2 separate regions of the Arachis hypogaea genome follow, and region 2 is linked to region 1. The links are chromatin contacts, called in public Hi-C maps. All regions are on one chromosome and are shown on one strand. The core of a region is the stretch at or near the end of the contact, and the rest is flanking DNA. Distances in the headings are between cores, read along the strand shown. Region 1 holds the start of LOC112770700 (ATG8-interacting protein 1). Region 2 holds the start of LOC112769026 (elongation factor 2).

Region 1 (4,186 bases), core at 993-3,492:
GTTCTTAATAGGGCAGAGACAAAGTGAGAAGAAAGATGATTCAAGATAAAATAAAACTAAACCAGGTTAAATGGGTAATCTAAAATGTGGACGAACCTTGGTGAACGAGCAATCATCATCAATTTAAAATTTGAATCACAACTAATCATAAATTGCATACCATACTTACAGTTATTAGCTACTATTTCTCTACTTACACTGAATAATCAAGATAACTCAATCTAACAATAACAGTTTCCATTACAATCTCATCAATGCAACTGAAATCAAGTAACAAGCACAACTGCTTATAAACATCAACAGAAGAATCCAAGTGAAATAACACTCTATACAGGATCCTATGATAACACTAAGCACAAAACCAAATAAAACAACAAATTCAATCCCACTCACAAAGATCAGGTTCTAAACCAATACATGGATTTAATTTTCTTACTCGAAAATAGAATAAATGAGATATGGCAAACAATTATTTTTTTTGGGAAAAAAAGAGAGCTGAAAACATCAACACTATGACCAAATCAGACATAAAGTCATAAACAGAACAATGGGTTAGGATGATGAGGTTCCTATGGGGTTGGAAGTTTGGGGAGGTGCTTTGAGTGGGGCAAGGGACTGGGGGAATATTATATTTTGATCTAAGATTTATCGGGTCAGTTACCCTTTGTAGCAGGTGGAGCGAGGAGTGGAAAGGAGGGGTGTTACCGGCTCAAGCTGTTGTCAACATTCACCCGAAGACTTGATGGCACTTAGAGAGCATTTGCTTCGTAGCAGCCCTACCTAATCACTTATAGATATCCTGATAGCTCAAATTACCCAAATAGTTTCTTGCAGAATATATCGATTAACATTACACTTATTGATAAGTATTTTATCCCAACAGTTCTTGACTCAAAATAATCCTCTTTCCTCAGGATTACTCCCTACAAAATCCATTTGTTAAATCTCTCCCTTAGATGAGATCATACACTGAAATTATAGCATATATATCCAAAATAACATATATGGTAACATAGCTCTTTCCAAACCCATAGTAACATGCTACGAGGAACTTCTAAAGCCCTAAATCAAGTTCGATCAAGATTTGATAGTGACTTTTAAGGCATAAACCAACACTACAAAAGGTTTCAAAACATAAAACAATGAATTAGCTTATCTCGTGCCAAGTTAGAAAACACCATTTAGATAAAGCTTAATTTCTACTCCATAAATCCCTGAACATGTAACAAAAACTCATTAACATTCTTTAAATACCTACGTATATACATGTTCTTAAAAATAAAACGGCAAAAGGTACGTACAAAGATACTCTATTCTCAACACAATCATGAACATATTATTCACTCACAGTGCTTGATTTGCAGAAGAGGCTCTTCGGAACTACCGAGCTATTGTGTTGACTTGCACCAGGATCTAATATCATAAAATCAATCATAAGCATATGTTCAGCATTTCCTTTCTTATTTCAAAGCATGCATAAATAACACTTTTTCTGAAAACCCACAGTTGGTCATTTTCATACTCCAAAATAAATAAACAATCAAATACATACAAACTCTTGTTATTGAATCAATTTCAACTAAAAGTCATCCTCTGTAATAAACCCTAAAGATTCTTACCAAATTGAAGTATACCTTGAAATAATATTTCTAGTCCTAGTTACCTTATGAGACCTGAAGTCAGAATCTTTTGTCATTTTCTTTATTCTTCTCTGAATAACAAATTTTTTTATTATTATTATCCCCAGATTCACATGAGCTTAACTTGAACTAATAACCACCCAAAAACGCACAACTCGCTAGCACCACTACGTACAAACACGCAGATTTTTCCGCTTCCTCTGTTGAAATGATTCCTTATGGTTGATTCGGGAAAAGAACAGAATCCATCACAATCAATCAAAATTTACAAGCTCTAAATCAATCAATCAATCATTAATTAAACCTGAATAAAGGAATCGAATCAGGTATTTATGGGAGCGTACCAAAGAGTCATGGGTCGACTGACCAACCACTTCCAGCAGGGTAAAGGGAACTGAGGCGCGACGGCGGCGGCAGTCGTGGATTGTGGTGGGGACCGGAGAAGAGAAGAGAAGAGATCGGGATACGAGAAATGAGAATAATGATTGATGAATGAGCAACGAGAGAAGAGAGAGAGAGAGAGGGGGTGGGGGGAGAAGATTCTGGTTTTCTGGGTCAGGAGTGGGGCTTCGATTTCTGCGTGGTCCCCACTACTTACGTACATCTATATCCATTGCGTTTTTTTTTTTTTAATTACCACTAAACCAATATGTTGTTTTTTTGGTGACTAAACCAATAGGTCCTCTAGTCACCAAAAAAAACCAATAGGTCCTCTACATTTTAGATTTAACTCTAGAGAGTAAAGTTACTATTTATTTTTTAAGTGGGACTAAGAGAATATATGAAAGAAGTGAGAAATCTCACTTTAATCTTTAAAATAAAAATCTAAAATTTAGAAAATCTAAATTCAAATCAATATGTTATTTCAAAAAATGGGATGACCTTTTTTTGGATTTTTTATTTTAATAAATAAATAAATTATAATAATTATTAAAATAAATAATTTAAAAAACATTTATCAAAATAAATATTTCTCTCTTATTTTATTTATTAAACGAGATAATTTTGAATTGCAAACGAGATAAGACAGATGAACGCAAAACGTATATATCTCGTTTATACTATAAACGAGATGTGTTATCTTAATCCAAATTTTTAGCATGTAATTAGTAGTTAAAAATGTTGGTAGAAGAGATTAAAATGAATATGTTTGATCAAGTAGTACTTAAAAAGAGTATATAAAAAATTTTAGATTAAATTATAGATTCAATTGGATTGATTTAAATTTGAAAAATAAAAAATTCGTACGTATTCAAATTTCATGATGAGAATAAATACGGTAATTGTGTCTACTCCTACAAATAGAAAGATGTGAAGTTGATGCACGATAAATAAAATAGAAAAAAATGAGAAGAGAATTGAAATGATTATCTCCCACTCTTTCTTTGTTTTATTAATCCCCATCAACCTCTCCTAATAATTGATAACCGGTTATTTATTTATCCCCGTCAATCTCTCCTAACAATTGACAACCATTATCTCCTACTCTTCCTCTATTTTATTTATCTCCATCAACCTCTGGCAAAGGTTATCTCCCACTCTCCCATTCTTTTTCTATTTTATTTATCGTGCATCAATTTTAGGCTTCTCATCTTTCAATTTTTAGGAGTGGGCACAATTACCGTATTTATTCTCATCATGGAACTTGAACACGTACAAATTTTTTATTTTTCAAATTTAAATTAATCCAATTGGATCATAATTTAATCTAAAATTTTTTATGTACTCTTTTTTAATACTAATTGATCAAACATATCCATTTTAATCTCTTCTACAAACCTTTTTAAGTACTAATGGCATGCTAAAAGTTTGGATTATTGATATTATTAAGAGAGAAGTATTTATTTTAGTAAATATTTTTTAAATTATTTATTTCACTAATTATTATAATTAATTTATTTATTAAAATAAAAAATCTTTTTTTTCCTCATAGAAAAATATATCTTTTGGAGAAAAAAAAAAGACACCTTGTGAAGTATGGACACTTTGTTGAGTTATTGTATCTGTGTATTGGACACGTGTCTGCCGTGTCCGTGTTCTAATAAAAAATAAAAACTTCTTTGAAACACACTTAGACATACTTAAATACCATCACGTGTCAGCGTGTCCAGTCTTATTCTTAACATGTATTATTGAAATGAATTTAAAAATAATATATATTATTTATTAAAATAAAAAATATTTTAAATACTTGATATAATTAAAGAAAGACATTAAAAACAGTAAAAAAATTATTTTATATTTTAATATTAATAAAAACTTAAAATATCATTATAATTTATCTAAAAAATATTTTATATGTTATATATATGTCGTGTCCCTGTATCTTATAAGATTTTAAAATTCGTATGTCTGCATGTCCCGTATCGTGTACTATCCCATGTCCGTGTTAGTGTCCATACATCATAGAATTTTATTAATGTAATAAAATGATTAGTCTAATTGGACATACAATATAAAAGACAAAAGTAAGATGGGTATTCCAAAACAATGAAAGAACAATGTCTGGTTAAATCTTTTCTCCTCCTTATTTCAGGTTGTTCTTG
Region 2 (3,782 bases), core at 460-2,959, 780 kb before region 1:
GATATGATCTGATTCATGGACAGCCCTACTTTTTATGTAAGAAAAACAATAATTAAAAAAGAAAAGAGGGGCATCTTAATGAACCAGTTGTTCAACGCCAAAGTACCTAGTGACTGTGAGGGTGCCAAAGGCGAGACATGGCTAGGTGCAATGCGTGTGCAATCCACCCCCCTCATCATAATTGGGCCCGGCCTTGTGCTTTTGAAGCACAATGGACACCTGGCTGCTTTATAGGAAATGAAGCAGCAGAAAAAATCCCGCATATCCCCACAGAGTTCACCAAATCACCCCATCGCATCCCTCAAGACCATGTTGTCGTCGTTTTCAGACTCTCCTAAACTCCTCGTAAGGTCCAACCTGCACAAATAGAATTAGGATGGTACATTGTTTGTTAATCTAAAAAATTAAATTTATTTTTTATTAATCAAAAATATAATTTAATTAACTAATTAAATTAATTTTATATGATAAAATTGATTATTAATAGATTAAAAAATTTAAAAAATAGTTTTTAATTAATTATAAAAATAAAAATTAATTTTAAAAAATAATCGTTTTTTTAAAAAAATGGTTTTTTTATAAAAAAAATTAGATTTTTTTAAAAATTAAAATAAAAAACCAGTTTTTAATTGGTTAAAAACTGATTTTAACCGATTAAAAATCAATTTTTATAAAAAAATCAATTAACTAATTTGATCACAAAAATTACATAAAATTTAGTTTTAGTTTTGGTTAATCAGTTAAAAACTAGTTTTTAAAATTTAGTTTTGATTAACTACTTTTTAATAATATGGATATAATTTTTAAAATTATTTTATTAAATTGATTAAGATTTTTTAATTGGTTAATCACAATTTGATTATTTTATGTACAACTCTACAAATAGTTCAACTCGCAAAAGAATTTCCTAAAAAAAATTAGTAATGGTGATGGTAAAGAGAAAGAAGTGGTGTAGTGGTAGGAATGGTAACGACAAATGACAGTGGCCGTGTGAGTAGTGTTAAATGGGATGAGAGTTGGAGGAAAGAAGATTTGGTGGGGTGATGATAAAAGGTTGAGGTTTGGGATGGCGATAATGGTGTTGGTGAGTGGAGGATTAAAAATGGGACAGAGCAAGTTAGGTTAGATTAGATTAAGAGGGGTAATTACCGTATTTTAAATAATTTTTAAGATTTGGATAATTTTGTCGGCGAAAATCTATCATTTATGGGTATAAAGTCAGTTTTGTATTTTTATGTATAAATTTATTAGTGTTCTAAGTGCATGTTTAGGCGCCATTATTTTGTTAAAAAAAGATCTTTTTTCAATGAAAAAAGATATTTTTATTTTTATTTTTTAACGTGTTTGGCAAATTTCTAGTAGTAAAAGTAAAAACACTAGTAAAATAAAAAAAAAGATGTTTTTCATGTAATAAATAAACAAAAAAGTACTTTTATATTGTTATGCCCAAACATAATTGATTGATAAAAAGACCTTTTTACATGAGATATCCAAACATAAAATTACTTTTACTTCTCCATAAGATCTTTTAAAAAAAGATAACTAAAAAAAAAGATCTTTTTTAAAAAGCTCACCCAAACAAGCTCTAAATATTTGTAGATAAAAGTGGTTGTTTATTTTTTTTTAATAGTTATAGTCCTAATAAAAATTAAGAACCGACGGATCAAAAGAAAAGCCCAATAAAATAAAAAGCCCAAGGCCCAAAAGTAGTGGATTATGTTTTCTTGGTAGACATTATAGCCTCCTCACACACCTCACTTCATACTATTCTCTCGTTCTCAACGCAATTTAGAGAGAGGCCAAGCCGTAACCCTTGGCCGCCGCTCTATATTGTCTTCTTCTTCTTCTCTTCTCAATTTTTGCTTTCACTCTTTCAGGTTCGTTCCCTACAAAATTTCTCCATTTTTTTTCTCTTACTTTTCGATGCTTTCTCCATCTTTTCATACTGATTCATTTTGTTTTTTTTTTTCCTGCCTCTTCCGAATGTGTTTATTTGTGTCGATTCGATTCTTATGTTTTAAATTGAATTGTCTTTGTAGATTCAGTTCTTACATGCGTCCTTTTCCGATGTGACTTTCTTAAAAGCTCTCTGTAGTTTACAAGATCTGTTTTTTTCTGTTATTGTAATTTCACTGTTTTGATTGTTAATACTTTTTTTTTTCTTTTTCATTGTGAGTGATAGATTGTGGTTGGATATACGTATATGATATGTAGCCTTTGACAAAGTATTTTCACTTGCGTCTTTGGAAGTGATGATTTTCTTTTTCATATAAAATATCTTTGAAACTAGGTATAGTTCCTTCATCTGTGTTTTAAGTTTTGTTAGACCGCAGCAGAGTCATATTTAAGTGTACCATAAATTGTTTATTTTCGTTTAATTTATTTTGCCTGTGATGTCTTACTGTTTAGCTAATGATTTTTTGACTTTGGTGTTTCAGCTCTGAAGGATTTCTTCTGTGGGAAATAAAGATTAGTCAAGATGGTAAGTTGAATACTAACATGGGTTTTAACATTCGATTTATTCATCTCTATAGGATGAATTTGCTTAATATCTTAACTGTGTTTTTGCTTATGTATTTGCAGGTGAAGTTCACAGCTGAAGAGCTCCGTCGTATTATGGACTACAAACACAACATTCGTAATATGTCTGTGATTGCTCATGTCGATCACGGTATGGATTCTTTCGATAGCTTGTTTTGTTATGTTTACTTCCTCTGTGGTGCACTTTCAGCATCTACATGATGTTCCCCCTCTATGCGTATTTAATATGTATTGGTATTTTGTGTTTGATCAAGTTTAAAATGTTATTTTCATGATATATGAAATTTGTCCAAGTTCTTTTTATTTTTCAAAGTTATTTTTTACGTGATTTAAACCACATCAGTTTCTTTCTTTAGGTTTTTTTAAACCAAAAATATGTTTTCTTAAACAAAAATCAGGCATATATTTTTCAACCAAAACATACTGTTGCAAACACAAACAATGCCTTTATGTAGCGACTTTTAACTTTTTTACTTGGATATTTGATAGAGAAAACATGTTTTTTTCTAATACTCCTTGTGTGTGTTTTTTGGTGTGTATACAACATCAACAAATGCTTTTGTCACATCTGTTGCTACTGTTTTTCCTTTTTATAAGAGTTGTAATGTATTGTTTTGTTATATTATATAGTTTCTATGGTTGGTTTATATGAACTACACTATATATAGTTTTCCAAACAAATTGCAGGAAAATCAACCCTCACCGATTCTCTGGTGGCTGCTGCTGGAATTATTGCACAAGAAGTGGCAGGGGATGTCCGCATGACTGATACCCGGGCAGATGAAGCTGAGCGTGGTATTACAATCAAGTCTACTGGTATTTCTCTCTACTATGAAATGAGTGATGAGGCTCTCAAGAATTACAAGGGAGAGCGCCAAGGAAATGAGTATCTCATCAATCTCATTGATTCTCCCGGGCACGTTGATTTCTCATCTGAGGTTACTGCTGCACTCCGTATTACTGATGGAGCGCTAGTGGTGGTAGATTGTATTGAAGGTGTCTGTGTGCAAACCGAAACTGTGCTGCGACAGGCCCTTGGAGAAAGGATTAGGCCTGTTCTGACTGTCAACAAGATGGACAGATGCTTCCTAGAGCTCCAGGTGGATGGAGAGGAGGCATACCAGACATTCTCAAGGGTTATTGAGAATGCCAATGTGATCATGGCTACATATGAAGATCCATTGCTTGGTGATTGCCAGGTGTACCCAGAGAAAGGAACAGTTGCTTTCTCTGCTGGTTTG

What was found. A called contact is a pair of places that touch in the nucleus more often than the background predicts.
Region 2: a contact with region 1 is called in a Hi-C map of leaf, with 4 times the contacts expected there. The contact joins the promoter of LOC112769026 here to the promoter of LOC112770700 in region 1. A contact is called at or near these places in 3 of 8 Hi-C or Micro-C datasets (all in leaf).

What each region holds. Positions count from the first base shown.
Region 1 is chr18:65,121,394-65,125,579 of arahy.Tifrunner.gnm2.J5K5, reverse strand. It overlaps LOC112770700 (ATG8-interacting protein 1), which reads right to left and starts at 2,242. Exons shown (of 4, transcript XM_025815059.3): 1 at 1,985-2,242; 2 at 1,349-1,413.
Region 2 is chr18:65,902,297-65,906,078 of arahy.Tifrunner.gnm2.J5K5, reverse strand. LOC112769026 (elongation factor 2) reads left to right here and starts at 1,709. Exons shown (of 4, transcript XM_025813418.3): 1 at 1,709-1,877; 2 at 2,439-2,482; 3 at 2,584-2,671; 4 at 3,229-3,782. The coding sequence starts at 2,480.